Regions from separate parts of the Sus scrofa genome. Here all the other regions are linked to region 1. Evidence: chromatin contacts called from public Hi-C data. All regions are on one chromosome and are shown on one strand. The core of a region is the stretch at or near the end of the contact, and the rest is flanking DNA. Distances in the headings are between cores, read along the strand shown. Region 1 holds the start of GOLPH3L (Golgi phosphoprotein 3-like). Region 2 holds the start of APH1A (aph-1 homolog A, gamma-secretase subunit). Region 3 holds the start of GABPB2 (GA-binding protein subunit beta-2).

Region 1 (5,048 bases), core at 1,374-3,873:
CAGCCACCCTCCCAGACTCCCCTATCCCCCAGATGGCTGAAACACAATTCTAAGGAAAATTTAGCATAATGAAACTATTTTGTCAGATTACTTCCTAAAAACATTCCAATATTTAAGTCTTTGAGATAGCCTAGCAAACCCAAGTGCATTACCTCTTTATCTTTCAGTCCCAGGAGCAATACTTCTTCCATAAGGGTGAGGCGGATATCCTTAGAGTCTCCAGAGTCCTCATTGTCTTGACTTCTGTCTTGGTTAGTGTCTTCCTCACTTTCCACCTTCTTTTCATTGTTCTTCCCTACTTCACTGCGACGGGCCCGGTGAGTTAAAGTGGTCATTCTCACCTGTTTCTGGAGGTGATGAAAATATATCTATATGTGTGCTTATGTAAATAAACATCTAAATATTCATGTGTGTATATTTAAAATGTATACAGATAATAAATATTTACAATCTTTAATGGAGAAAGAAAGCAGTAATGACCAGAAAATTAGTAACACAATATCTTTTCCAAAGTACAACAGGTTGAACTCTACAGGAGGCACTGACAAGAAATCAAATCAGTAATTTTAAAAATCAGTAGAAATGATCACCTTCTAAGCCAGCTGACTTCTTGGTATAAGCTATAAACCGGGGGAATGTCCATCATTGTGATTCCTCTTTCACATAATGGATTCTCCCCAAGTTAAATAATATGGGGCAGAAAAAATTATGGAGCATTCAGCCCCGAAGAGTATACAATAATTTCTACATATAATTTCTATATTTCTACATATAATGTACTATTCAATGGTACATTATAAAACATACACAAAAATAGTAAAAAATTTTCAGAAAAACTAAATAGAAATACACGTTCTAATATTTCCTTCCAAGACCATAACTCATTTCATGCACTCACTTTGGAAGAGTGCTAGTCTGGAGAATAACATTCAGAAGATCATGTATGGTAACTCCATATAGCTAGAAAACTTTTGTCTCTATCCCTAGGCTAGTCATCTTGTGAATACACAAACAGCTACCAACAAAAAGTACTGGCAAGAAAATGCTAAAAGATTAGTATATTCTGGAGTTCCCGTCATGGCGCACTGGTTAACGAATCCGACTAGGAACCATGAGGTTGCGGGTTCGGTCCCTGCCCTTGCTCAGTGGGTTAACGATCCGGCGTTGCCATGAGCTGTGGTGTAGGTTGCAGACGTGGCTCGGATCCAGCGTTGCTGTGGCTCTGGCGTAGGCCGGCAGCTATAGCTCCAATTCAACCCCTAGCCTGGGAACCTCCATATGCCGCGGGAGCGGCCCAAGAAATAGCAAAAAAAAAAAAAAAAAAAAAAAAAAAAAAAAGATTAGTATATTCTTTCTCAATTACCAAAACTATGAAAGTACAAGCCTTTTTATACCATGCACTACAGTTGTAAAAATCTAGTCAAGAGTAACTGCATTATCAGCTGTGATAAAGTTAGTATACTTCACATAAATCTAAATGCCAATTTTTAAGATGAAATATAATATTTTAAACTAGCAATTATTGAAAAGAATAGCTTTTTCAAGATCAAAAGAATGCATTCAAAAGCCTCTCTGACTGGATCCCATTCTACCTTCTAGCAATCTTCCCATTATTCCCAATTATGTACTGTTAAACCATTTTTCAAACATGTCCCTTAAATTCCACCTCCGCTCATTCTTACAAGCTAAAGTTCTTTCCCTTTTCCCTTCCTCTCTAAATTCTACCCATTCTTCAAAGGCCTATTCTTAAGTGAATCTGCTTCTTCATTACCCATATGTCCCATCGCCAGGACAGGTCTCTCCCTCAGCTGTACTTTCATACAATTTTATTTATACTTACTTCCTTTAAAGTATTTATTATAGTCTTTCATTTGGTATGGCTGTCTCTCAAATGTAAACTTCTTGAGGGCAGGGACATTGTCTTCTTGGGTTTTTATATTCTCCATAGCAACTAGCACAATGTCTTTAACGTTGTAACTGCTCGATAAATATATACTGATTAAAATGAATACTCAGAAAAGCATTTGAACATTTAAAAAGAAATACAAATGAAGTGACTTACAAGAGATTCTCTGTACAAGGCTATATTTCAAATAACTCTTGGTGGGAGGCGGGAAGAGTGAAAGAGGAAGAGAACCAAGAAACAATTGCTTAAGAGCACTAAGCCTATCTGGCATAAGGAACAGGTTTATTTCCTAATCCAATCCAAAAAATTTTAAATCTTTGGGGGAAAAAAATAAAAAATTTTCTTTGAGGAGTTAATCGCCCCTGGGCATTTACTAATTAAAAATACTATTTGGAAAAAGCCAAAAAAAATCAAAAAACCAATAGCTCCAAAATTAAATAAAAACCTCCCTCACCCCATAAAATAAAAAACTTGGAGGTTTTTTTGGATGTTAGGAAATGTATTCACCCCGTTGCTTACCTGACGTTACTCCTGGGTTACCGCCAAAGGCAGGCTGCAGCTTGAGCTCAATTTTAGGACACGTGTCCCCACCCCCACCCCCCACCCCCGTCCTAGTAGGTGAAAAACTTCTCAGCCACGCAAAGGGAACAAACTTCCTGATCCTTCGATGCAAAGAAGGAATAACACATCAGCTTCCTCAGGATCACTAGGCAACCTACCTTGGTGTTTCTTCATTAGACCAATCAGAAAGCTCCAAAGCTGAGTTCAGCCAATCAGAGCTTACAAGAGGAGGCTCTCCCCCCCGGCTATTGTGTTGCGATCCAGACAAACACCACCGAAAGGAGGCAGGTTTGGGTTTAACCTGACAGCTGGTCAATCCAATGAAGGAACCTTGGTAGAGAGAGGAAAGAGGGCTGCACTCCCCACCCCCACTAATCCGGCCAATCAAAGCCTTCCGTGAGCTATCACCAGCTGCCCATCTACAAAGGTTTCTGTTGGTCAACTGACTTCAGTGTAGCAGGTGTGTTACTGTAGCAGTGTATAGTGGGACAATTAGGTGTGATAGTTGGGGATCCAATAAAGCTAAGAACACATTTAAAAAATTGGCTGTTTTCGACAATTAGCTTAACCCTAACTTTCCTGCTCCAGAAAAACCTGATCTGGGTTAGTTTGTGGACGTTTATTTGGTTTATATTAAACAGGGTAGGCACATTTCTACCATAGCATTCATACTTTCTCTATTAGTGCTTGCTACTGGCGAGCTCATGGATAATGTATGTTTTTAGAATATGGCTGCTGAAACTGCAAGAGGCAAACAGACAAGTTTTAAGTCTTCCTTTTGTAGAGCACAGGAAACAGTCAAGTCTGAAATCAGATCCCAGATTTCTCACTAAAAACACAGTTTCTTTCACACTACCAAAAGTTCTAGGAAGTGTGCTCAACTCTTAAGTAACATCTACTGAAATGATGTCAAAATTAGTGCCTAAACATTTTCTGCTATTTAAATAAAAATTAGAAGCCATGAACGAGTCTAGATGCTGAACAATGTTTTATTTATGCTACCCAAAATGTCAGACTTTTAGTCTTTTTTGTCTTGTAAAAAATGCTAAAAAAGTAAGCACCAATTTTTAATTGCACATTATATATTATTATGTTAATACACTATATCAAAGTACTGAATAACATTGTTTTAACAACATAATGACAAACACAGGCAGTTAAATTATATGGTTTTAACATAGGTAAAAAATGAATTCCTATCAAAATTTAATACCAAAATAAACATTATTTACTTCAAAAAATGGCTTAAGAGGGCCTTAAAAGTTAATATAAGTTTAAAGGAAATGTCCACCAAATGGAATATAGATCAAATTGAGTAGATAATTAACAGAATAAATTACAACACTGGTTATTTTTGTTCTTACTCAAAAGTTCTCTTGAATTTGTCTCAGATAAGATTAAAGATCATCATATGATAGCTAAGAATTCATTTCAGTGTACTAACTGCTTAAGACTACCTATAAGTTTTCAGTGGTAGGGCAAACACACCTTAAAATAGTAATATAGTGTCCTTTCATTTAAATGTTGTGAAGAACTTTGCAAACATGAAGAAAATCATTTTTTTATATATGTTCCTTTGGTTCACTAAACTTTCTTCTTTTTGGCACTGAATCTTGACTAGACGAATCAAAGTGATGAAGAACCTATTAAAAGAAAACAACTACTCAGAATAGATACTTTCCAGTTTAAATGTTTTTAATTTTAGAGCTTTTTTACATCTGATGTTCCTTCCTTCAGTTCTTCCTTATTTCCTCTCTTCTTTCTTCAAAAAAAAATTAAACCTAGCATACTATTTCCCACTAAGATAGGATATCTGGGTTCTTTAAAAGTAGGGTAACTTTTATTATTGACATATTTATATCTTTTGATGACTGCTGAAAGTACATCCTTCTAAGTGTAAGGTTTTCATTAGAGGTGCTGGAGTAGTTAGAAAGATAGACATTATGTCCTCAAAATAGTAAAATATTTTTGGGTAGGATGAGAGGGGAAAGATTAAAAAATAACCTAAGAATAGAGAAAAATTCCACTTTGGCATCATGTTTTGCTTCTGTATCACTGGTGCTCAGCAGTGCCTGATAAATATTAGACATTCAATGCACCCTTGAATGAATGGGAGGATGACTTAGGAAAATTGCTAACAAAATTCTGAGTTATTGAACTTTTATTTTTCTGGTAAAAACTAGTGACAAAATTGGAATATGATTTTGTAGAAGAAAACCAAGGCTTAATACACTAGGGAAAAATAATATATTAATGAAACCTCAAGTTATTCCATCCCCCCCTTTTTGGGGCCACACCTGCAGCATGTGGAAGGTCTACGGCTAAAGACTCAACTGCTCCACAGCAGCGACCAGAGCCACAGCAGTGACACCACTGGATCCTTAACCTGCTGTGCCACCAGGGAACTCCATCATTCCCTTCTTAAGATATGTAAACTGAAAACAGGATTAACCAACTATATTTTTGAGATTACCTCTTTAACATTGAATTTTAAAAAACAGTCCTAATTTTTCAGTTATCTAATTTTAACCTACAAATAATACTAAAAATTCTGGCTTAAAAATATTAGTATCTATCTCAG
Region 2 (5,048 bases), core at 1,863-4,362, 350 kb before region 1:
AGGGGTACTGGGAAACTCAGAGCTCATCTACCCTTGAACCTCCATTGACTTCATCTCCATGGCAATGGCTACACTAGGTCCCTTTTCTTGGCAACCTGCACTGTCCAGAACTGGAGATGGAGAAATACAGGGCGAGGAGATCAGGAGGGCACCCCAGGCCCAGGGGTCCCCCCCAAGGTTCCCTCAGTCCTCGGGTGGGATGCGCAGGGCAGAATACACCATCACCCGACTGTCCTCCTGCCGTCGGCCTGCAGAGGGGAAGGGGGGTGAGTCTTGGGCAGGGTGAGAGCAGAGCACTGACACATGGGGAGTCCTGGACAACAAAGGGGGTCCCCAGATGGTGGGGATAAGGGCAGATTCAAACCCACCAGTCACTGACTGGCTGAACCCAGACTGCTCCTGGTAAAGCCTAAAGACTAAAGGTCACGAGTGGACAAAGCAAAACCCTGAAGGTGGTGGAAAAGACCGACGAGGAGACAGAGAATGATGGGCAATGGACCCGGGTGGGGCTGGGCTCAGTCATGGGCAGTGGGCAGGCAGGTGGGATCTGTCAGGCGATCAGTCCAGGTAGTCAGTCCTTACACGAGAGACTGCGCTGGATACTTCGGAAGGACCCTCCAGCTGTGATGAAGGCCCAGAGCCCCATGGAAACAGTGACTGCATAGATGGGCAGCAGGCTTGCCTCGTACCAAGGGTTCAGGAATGTCTGGGGATGGGAGAAGAGTAGATAAGAGGTTAGATTCTCCCACTGCCTAATCCCCATATTCTCTTGGTGCCTCTGACCCAAACCACCCCCAGATATCTACTCAAATCCCCCAGTCCTTCCCTTCAGAGCACCAACATCTTGTGGTTAAGGAGACTTGTGATTTTTTAGCTCCCTCAGAAGTTTCTGCTCACCTCAGGCCATCTGCATTACAGTTTGACTAATCCATTCAAACTTCTCCTGCCCCCCCCCACCCTCGGCATCCCCAGAGCAGGTTATACAACTGATGCTGAGATGAGAGACACCTGAAGACTCACCTTTCTGCCTCTTCCCTAGGTAAGTTTTGAAATGTCAAGGAGTGAGGATATAGTTCCCCTCCATCCCACTCACCATGAAGTTCTTTTCTAATTCAGACCCCTGTTCCCAACTCACCAGTCCTGATGTCAGTAGGTGACTCCCAACCACCAGGCCCAAAGCCCAGTACCGTCTCCTCTCACAGGCATCAAAGAACACGACTCCCCAAAAGGTATGGAGCAGGATAATGGCTGCTGTCAGAAAGGCTGCAAGGAGGGAGATGGGTATGAGATACATTCCTCGTTTCCGCCCAGCCTCCTGAGATGATGAGTCAAAGAAGTCTCCCGGGGAGGGCAAAATAAATCAGATCGGGGCCAGGGATGGATGGGGCATGAAGGCAAGAAAGAAACTGGATCTTACCTGAAGTCAAGAAGTAATAGGGTGAGTCTCCATGGATCCCAACCACACCTGGCCCAAGTGCATCAGCCAAAATATTGATAACAGAGAAGACACCACTGATGATACCGAAGGAAAGACCAGAAACTGGGGGGGTGGGGGTGGGGGGAAGGAGTGTCTCATCAATGTCAGAAATCACTATAGCCTGATTACCAGTGATCCCTCCCCATTCCCAGCCACAATTCCCCAACACCTACTCTCCCTCCAGACCACCTCTCCTTGGAAGTCAAGTATGGAGAAAAACAAGAAGTCACTTAGGACATGTGGATGTGTAGAGACTTCCCTCGGAGAGAAGGGTATCCACTCCCTCCTCCAATCCCTCTCCCTTGGCTCACCATAGGCCATCTGCCGGATGGAGATGGGTGATCTTCCGTCCTCACTCAGCGATGCTAACCCCTCATCTGCCTTCCTGGGGTGGGGTGGGTGGGGTAGGGGAAACATGAGGGAGGGCAGGAATCTCCTTTCCCTCTAAATGTCTTCCCTTGGTGCCTCCTCATCCAAACCACCACCCAGGGCTGCCCCACTTAGAGTTCAATCCTCTGCCCTTCTCCCCTCCATACCATCCCATCTTCTTACTTAAGCAGCTTGTAGTAGGCAAAGCGGAACACCTCCTGTAGAAGGACAGAAACTGCAGCACCAAAAATCAGGAGGCCATACTGGAGCCGGGCATCTGACCGGTCGGTCACATGGACCAAGATGAACCAGACTACAGAGGCCAAGAGCAAGGAGACCAGCCAGAAAAATGCCCTGAGGAAAGACAAGGGCAATCAGGCAGGCAAGGGCAGGGGGCACCCAGACAAATCAAAGAGGGGAGCCAACCAAGGCTGTAGTATAAAAAGTGGAAGTTACACTTCCGGATGGTCAGGGAGACAGTGAGGAGACTGGATAGGTGTCTCCACCAAGGGAGTTTGTAGGGATCTAGCGCAGGGAAGGGGTAGAAATCTCATTAAAGAGTCTTCAAAACGTTGAGAGCCAAGGTGTAGGCACACAGAAGGGCGAGGTATCCATTCCTGGATACTCCCTTAGGGCCGGCCGAAGTCAGCACAGCCCCCTCACGAGTCCTGGCCTTGGGCCTCCTCTGACGTCGCCGGGAGGAGTATAGGAGGAATCTCTGCGATCCCTGGAAGGCGGAAACCAACTGCGGGAAAGGGCAAATCACCAAGGCCCCTGACTCGACCCTCTTCAATCTTCACCTCCGACTTGTCTTCCCCCAACTCAGGCTCCCAGCCTCGCCCCAGTTCCTCAAGCCCCTTTCGGATCTCTCTCTCCGGCGTCCTCCCGCGTCTCCCCAGCCCCCTAACTCACCCAGCGACTAGGATGATGACACGAAGCGGGTCTCCGGCCACAGTGATCAAGAAAAGCGCAAAGGCTGGACCGAAAGCGACGAAAGTGCATCCAAAAAACACTGCGGCCCCCATGGCTGGGCAGCTGGGGGCGGGGTGGAGGCCTGGCTAAGAGAGGCGAAGGGGAGGAGCACGCCAACTAGAGTGTCCGCGTTCGTTGGCGACGCGACCCCGTAAGGGGCGCGGTGCAATGTCACCCCCGGACCCCCGGGAAGGGGGGGGCACCGAAACCCCAGATGCAGGTCCCCGCGACTTCCTCTACGGAAGCCGAAAAGGGGACAAACCCCATCCGCAGCCCCATGGCCACCTCCCATCTAATCCCCACCCCCTGGAGGCCAATGGAGAATCCGCGGAGGCGGAGCTGCGGGGGTGGACGCGTGGCCGCACTACCTGCCGGGACTTGTAGTCCTGCCCTCCTAGCCCTGGACCTCGGCCCTGGGAGTGGTTCCGGCGGGTTAAACCAGTGGGCTGGACCTGGGGGTTCCTCGGTTCAGCTCGGTCCTGGTCGCTTTCGTGATTTCGTTATTTTGTGGGGAAGGGTGGTAGCAATCCTACCTCTCTTTGAAGAGCTGCAGAGGGGGGAAGATCCTGTTGGAAGCTAAAGGACAGATGTAAAGAAAGCACAGGATAGAGGGTGCAGGGAGATAGGGACGGGTATTGTTCTTACTTGAATGAGAGGAAATGGGCTAGAGCTACTGCCTAAGAGATGAAGGTTAGACTTAAAAGTAGGAGCTCTTTGAACGGGCTAGTATAGGAACATGTAATTCAGTGTATCGCTAATGAATCTTTCATCTGTAATGACAAGAAAATCAGAAGCAAAAGAAGCCTGGAGAGCAATGATAAGAAAGGGGATTTTTAGTTAAAATTGGGAGTTAAAATTGTTTGTAAAAAACAATTAGAGGGATGGAGTTGAAGGAAAATGACACCACCACCACACTTTGCCAGTTACTCAGTTCCTTTTATGTCATACTTCCTCTATTTATTTTTCTGAAAATGAACCTCAGTGGTGTCTTTTCCTCAGGCTGGGGGAAGGGAAGGGGCAGGAGATGCATATTAGAATGAAAGAAAGTAGGGGAAGAGGTATTATAAGATCATTTGAAGTGGGGATGGGGTTAATCCTTAGGAGGAAGTTTAGGCAAAAGTGCTAGGATGGGAAAGTGAAATATTGTTGAGACAGTAATAAAAAACTATAGAAATTGTTCAAAGAGAGCCAGGCTTCCTTTCCTTCCTGGAAATGATTTATGGCAACGCATATATGTACATCCACATAAGAGTTTTACATTTTTCTGGGAAATTCTGGAAAGGAGCTAAAGGAATAGATTATATAGATATACATGGGATGTCATCATGCAAATCCTCTCTCAATAAGGTTGAGAGGGTGGGAGCATCCTGGCTAGTGCTCAAGACTCTTTTGTCTTGCTTCTGGGCCTAGCAGGCCAGAAGAAATAGGGATAAGACAACTCTTATCTCTCCTTTGAGCTGTTCCCGCAGCATCTTCTGACTTAAAAACAGGTGTCAAACCTATCTTATTTATGGGTGGTTCCACAGAGGCTTGCATGGTACCTGGCTCATACTAGACATTGAATTGATATTAACTCCCTTTAAAAAAATTACCTGCATTCTTGGAGTTCCCTTCGTGGCTCAGCAGTTAATGAACCCGACTAGGATCCATGAGGATGCAGGTTCCATCCTTGGCCTCACCCAGAGGGTTGAGGATCTGGCGTTGCCTTGAGCTGCGGTGTAGGTCACAGACTCAGCTTGGATCCCGTGTTGCTATGGCTGTGGCTGTGGCATAGGCCGGAAGTTATACCTCCAATTCAACCCCTAGCCTGGGAATTTCCATATGCTAAGGGTGCAGCCCCAAAAACCAAAAAAAGAAGAAAAAAATTACCTGCATTCTTTTCTTATTCCCTTGCCTATGAACACTGAATTGCCTCTGAGACTAAGCCTGATGCTGTGCCTAAGCACATATGTTACTAAATGTTCCTAAAGTGAATTGAATCAAAATGGGGAATACAAAAGCAGAGAGACATAAAATGAACTCACCCTGTGGGTTGGATTGAAGGGAACACACCAAGTGACAAAGTGGGAGAAAGGGTATGGCATATAGAACAGGGAAAGAGACTACCTGCTTCCCCCCTTCTCCCATCCTGTGTGCAGAAAGTTGAGAAAGAGGTGAGGTGAGGTCAGTCCTTAGCTGAGGGGAAGTAACTGGCCTTGACTGAAGGTTTTGTTTTTTTTTTTTTTTTTTC
Region 3 (5,048 bases), core at 1,301-3,800, 310 kb after region 1:
CCTTCTTGTAATACTCTTTTTCTCAGAGAAATTGGAACTAGTTAAAGGTATAAAACAAGAGGAAAAAAATACATCATGGGAGATGACAATAGAGGAAAGCAATGAATCACTTCAGAAATACTTACCGCTCTCAAAAGGGTTACAATATATATGCTTCTTCAAGCCTACTCACTTTACAATTTTGCTGCTGTGGGCTGAAAATTCTAGCTGAGGAAAATCACTGGGATTTCATATCTTAAAATGCAATCTTGCTGACTGTTGTGATACTGTGTGGGGTTTTATTCAGTTTCTAAATGGCACAGGGTTTGGTCCTTAGTATTTTAGTTTTGCTCTCTGGCATTTGCAGTGTAGAATAGTGATCAATGGGCCTCAGGCATAGTTCTTCAGCCACCTTGAGACCAATAAAATGAACAATCACACTCTGACCCTACACCTTGTTCCCACTCCTTCCAAAATTACTTCTGGTGATTTGTGTTGCCATTTAATCACTTCTTTAATAAAGACATTCAATCCCAGGACTGGACTCTTAGTTCTCTCTCCACAAGGGAAGCAGTACAGAGCGCCCACGTTCAGCTTATACATAATATCTAATATTAACTTTGAGGAAGAAGGATTTGAGTAGCCTTTATACATTAAAATGATGAACTTTATGTTGAACAGATAGGTGACAAGAAAAAGGGTGAAATCAACTTAAAATTATTATTATTTTTCTTAAGACCACACCAGCAGCATAAGGAAGTTTTCAGGCTGGGGGTCGAATTGGAGCTGCCGGCCTATACCACAGCCACAGAAACACTGGATCCAAGCCACATCCTCCACAACGCTGCAGCTCAGAACAATGGATCTTTAGCCCACTGAGCTAGGCCAGGGATTGAACCCACATCCTCATGAATACTAGTCCCCTGCTGAGCCACAGGGCAACTCCAACTCAAAATTATTTAAAGTGTTTTGGGAGAAAGCTGTAACCAGCCACTCTTGTGCTTGCCCAATAACGAAGTATTTGAGGTAATAATGCTAGATGCCTCAGGAGGTACCTGTGGCATTAAGTCTGCCGTTCATCATCTCAGCCTAGGTGCCTACAAAAAGAAACAAATTAACCCAAATATGTTATATGCTTATTTATAACTTGCCTCATTTAAAAAATAAACAATTTGGGGGAGTTCCCGTCGTGGCGCAGTGGTTAACGAATCCGACCAGGAACCATGAGGTTGCGGGTTCGGTCCCTGCCCTTGCTCAGTGGGTTAACGATCCGGCGGCGTTGCCGTGAGCTGTGGTGTAGGTTGCAGACGCGGCTCGGATCCCGCGTTGCTGTGGCTCTGGCGTAGGCCGGTGGCTACAGCTCCGATTCAACCCCTAGCCTGGGAACCTCCATATGCCGCAGGAGCGGCCCAAGAAATAGAAAAAAATAAATTAAAAAAAATAAAAAATAAAAAATGATAAAAAATAAACAATTTGTACTGATTTACAAATAGCTAATGGGTACCTACTATATGAGGCACTGAGCCAGACAACCTAAGGATGTAAACATGAATGAGATAAGATTTTGACCTTCAAATAAAAAGGGAAGCCGTAAATACCAGTTGGGACATTATGCCCTAAGTCCTTTAAAGAACAAGAGGAGGGAGTTCCCGTCGTGGCGCAGTGGTTAACGGATCCGACTAGGTACCATGAGGTTGCGGGTTCGGTCCCTGCTCTTGCTCAGTGGGTAGACGATCCGGCGTTGCTGTGAGCTTGTGGTGTAGGTTGCAGACGCGGCTCGGGTCCCGCGTTGCTGTGGCTCTGGCGTAGGCCGGTGGCTGCAGCTCCGATTCAACCCCTAGCCTGGGAACCTCCATATGCCGCGGGAGCGGCCCAAGAAATAGCAAAAAAAAAAAAAAAAAAAAAAAAAACCAAAAAAACAAGAGGATCTAGAGAAATCCAGAAAAGAGGGGAACCATGTAAATCTTCCCCATAGGGTTTGAAAGGCCCATCATCAACGACAAAAGCCAAAATCGAATACAAAATGGAGCAGTGATCTGTCCTTTTCTATGTCTACCTATTTTTGAAGGTCTTCTTTCCCAACTTGTCGCTGTCCTTCAGCTTACGGCGAAAGGTGGGTGCAGACAGGAATCAACTGTTTGGTAAACAAAGTGGCTAACTGGATTTGCAAACTCCCGTTCCATCCCCTTTCAGCACCTCCAACCCCCTCAAACAAGACTCCGATATCTGTTTCATTGAGTTGACAGCTCGGCTCTAGGCTCTTTACCTCTAGGCTGTAATTAGAAATGTGTCCGTCGGGCACCAGAGCTCAATTCACGCACAAATCCAGGCAACGTCCCAAACATCTTCGCCCGAGGTTGAGACAGAGAAACAGTTTCCTCTTCAACCTTAAACTGGCCCCTAAACTGGTTGCTTCTAGCTAAATGCAAACCCAAGGCAGAGATCAGTTTCTCTCAGTGGTTCGCCGGGATTCTTGGCGCCAAAACAAACCATCAGGTCCGTCCCCTACCGGAACTATATGACACGTAAGACGCGTAATCGACAATCCTCCGCCTCGCTAAATAGTCCCGTCTGAGATAACATAGATACGCACTACTTCACCTCAAAAGACTTTCGGAGAATAGAAAATGAGCCTCAGGGGTGCATCACCCTTCTGTTCGAGTGCAAATGTGGATTTTCTAACCACATTCTCTTCACAGATTCTTCCGCCAGAAATTATATTCGCCGTCTTCACTTCCGGGTCCGCCATTTTGCAGCCTCCATTTCTCCACGAGGGGGGGTTAAAGGCCCCCAAAATATGTATATATGAAAAGGCCAAAAAGTAACCATCATTGACAGGGAGCTTTAACTAGAGAAGGAAACAGGACCAAACTGGCGGGCTCGGCGAAAGCACAGCCGGCAGCGTCCCGGACGAGGAGGTAAGGAGGGAGGAGAGATGTCTGGGCTCTGGGGGGCGTCAGGGCTGGAAGGAAGACTGCCTTGAGAAGTTGCACCGCCTCCTAGCCCAGCCCCGGACCTCTGGGTGCAGACAGAGCGGCGCCCCTTCACTGGAACGGGGTTAGCTGGGGGAAGGGGACGAAGAGGAAGGGGATGCTGCCGGGAGGAAGGGGAGGGGACTAGGAGGAGGTGAAGAAGGGGGTGGGTGTAAGACCTGGGGCTGGGGAGCCGGACCGAGGGAAGGCAAGGCCACAGAGGTGACCACTAGGGGGCAGCGCGGAGCCCGATCCGGGGGTGGCCCTCTAGGCTGAGACCTTGGCTCCCTGCCACAAGTTGACTCTTCCAGAAAGACTGAACATTGCTGAGGCGCTGGGGGAGTTGTGATAGATGAGAAAACGGAGATTCTAATTCTCTGACCCGAGTGTTAGCCTTAAGATTATTAGTGAGCTCAGTAAACTGAGAAATAGCAGCAAGGGCCCCGCCTCCAGTTCTTGCAGGGTTGTTTGTACAGCTGGCGGCCCAGTGGGGACGTGTGCAATAGAAAAAGGAAAAAAGGTTGGCAAATCATGAGTTCTTCGATTTCATTTCTCCTTGCCATTAGCTTTCTCCTATTCTCACAGATTTTTTTTCCTTATTTTTTAGTTTATTGAAGTCTTGTTGCTTATAATATTGTGATAATCTCATAGATTTCCTTGAGTGAGCAGACATCATCCCATTCCTCTCCCTCTTACCAGAAGGACTTTTCTCTCTCAACTCTTTTTGTTTTTAATTTTTAAAATCAAAATGTCATGCGGAAGTTCCCTGGCCAGGGATCGAAGCCACACCACAGCAATGACCCAAGCTGCTGCAGTGACAACGGGGGATCCTTAACCCTCTGTGCCAGAAATATATTCTTTTTCGTGTTATTTTCCGTTATGGTTTATCAGAGGAAATTGATTACAGTTCCCTGTGCTACAGGGTAGGATCCTGCTATTTATCCATTCTGTATATATTAGTCTGCATCTGCTAATCCCAAACTCTCAGTCCTTCTCTCTCCCATCCCTTAGCCCCCTTGGAATCCGCAATTCTGTTCTCTATGTCTGTGAGTCTGTTTTTGTTTTATAAATACGTTTTTTGCTTTTTGGGTTCCCCCCACCCCCTAGCACTCATGGCATGCAATAGTTCCCCAGCTAGGGATCAAACCTGCACTGGCCTGTGCCAAAGCTGCAGCAACACCAGATACTTAAGCTACTGCATCACCAGGGAACTTCTGTAGTTCCTGTTGATTTGTGTCGTATTTTAGATTCTACATACTTGGTAGCATATGGTACTTGTCTTTATCTTTCTGACTTAATTCACCAAGTATGATGATCTCCATCCATTTTGCTGCAAATGGCATTATTTCTGCAAATGGCATCTTTTGGATGACTGAGTAATATTCCATTGTGTGTGTGTGTGCGCTACATTGTTATCCATTCATTTGTTGACGGACATTTAGTTTGTTTCCATGTCTTGGGTTTTGGAAATAGTGCTGCTGTGAACATGCTGGTGCAAACATCTTTTCAAAATTTTTTTTCTTTGGCCACATCTGCAGCTTATGGAAGTTCCTGGGCCAGGGATTGAATCTGAGCTGCAGCTGTGACCTATGCCAAAGTTGCAGCAACACTGGATCCATAACCCACTGCACCACAGCAGGAACTCTCTATCTTTCTGAATTATGGTTTTTTCTGGGTATATGCCCAGGAGTGAGATTGCTGGATCATATAGCAACTCTATTAGTTTTTTTTAGAAATCTCCATACTCTTTTTCGTAGTGGCTGCACCAGTTTACACTCTCACTAAGTGTGTAAGAGAGCCTGATTTTCTCCACATCCTCTCCAGCATTTATTTGTAGACTTTTCATCTCTTTTTAAAAACATCTATGGAGGGAGTTCCCGTCGTGGCTCAGTTGTTAGCGAACCCAACTAGCATCCATGAGGATGTGGGTTCGATCCCTGGCCTCCATCAGGATCTGGCATTGCCGAGAGCTGTGGTGTAGACTGCAAACACAGCTTGGATCTGGCATTGCTGTGGCTGTGGTGTAGGCCGGTGGCTACGGCTCCGATTAGACCCTTAGCCTGGGAATCTCCATATGCTGCAGGAGCAGCCCTAGAA

The links. Hi-C and Micro-C count contacts between places; a contact is called where the count stands out from the background.
Region 2: a contact with region 1 is called in a Hi-C map of heart right ventricle, with 3 times the contacts expected there. The contact joins the promoter of APH1A here to the promoter of GOLPH3L in region 1. A contact is called at or near these places in 2 of 47 Hi-C or Micro-C datasets (heart right ventricle and liver).
Region 3: a Hi-C map of liver shows a contact between it and region 1, with 7 times the contacts expected there. The contact joins the promoter of GABPB2 here to the promoter of GOLPH3L in region 1. A contact is called at or near these places in 1 of 47 Hi-C or Micro-C datasets (liver) and 1 of 2 datasets of contacts at active chromatin or transcription factors (alveolar macrophages).

What each region holds. Positions count from the first base shown.
Region 1 is chr4:98,468,042-98,473,089 of Sscrofa11.1, reverse strand. GOLPH3L (Golgi phosphoprotein 3-like) reads right to left here and starts at 2,623. Exons shown (of 5, transcript XM_013997188.2): 1 at 2,426-2,623; 2 at 153-347. The coding sequence starts at 335. HORMAD1 (HORMA domain containing 1) reads right to left here. Exons shown (of 15, transcript NM_001194981.1): 15 at 3,440-4,110. The coding sequence ends at 4,030.
Region 2 is chr4:98,815,650-98,820,697 of Sscrofa11.1, reverse strand. It overlaps APH1A (aph-1 homolog A, gamma-secretase subunit), which reads right to left and starts at 3,112. Exons shown (of 6, transcript NM_001244487.1): 1 at 2,759-3,112; 2 at 2,030-2,200; 3 at 1,789-1,862; 4 at 1,418-1,540; 5 at 1,136-1,263; 6 at 1-706. The coding sequence starts at 2,871. The coding sequence ends at 572.
Region 3 is chr4:98,161,457-98,166,504 of Sscrofa11.1, reverse strand. GABPB2 (GA-binding protein subunit beta-2) reads left to right here and starts at 2,550. Exons shown (of 9, transcript XM_005663482.3): 1 at 2,550-2,897. MLLT11 (myeloid/lymphoid or mixed-lineage leukemia; translocated to, 11) reads left to right here. Exons shown (of 2, transcript NM_001244607.1): 2 at 1-515.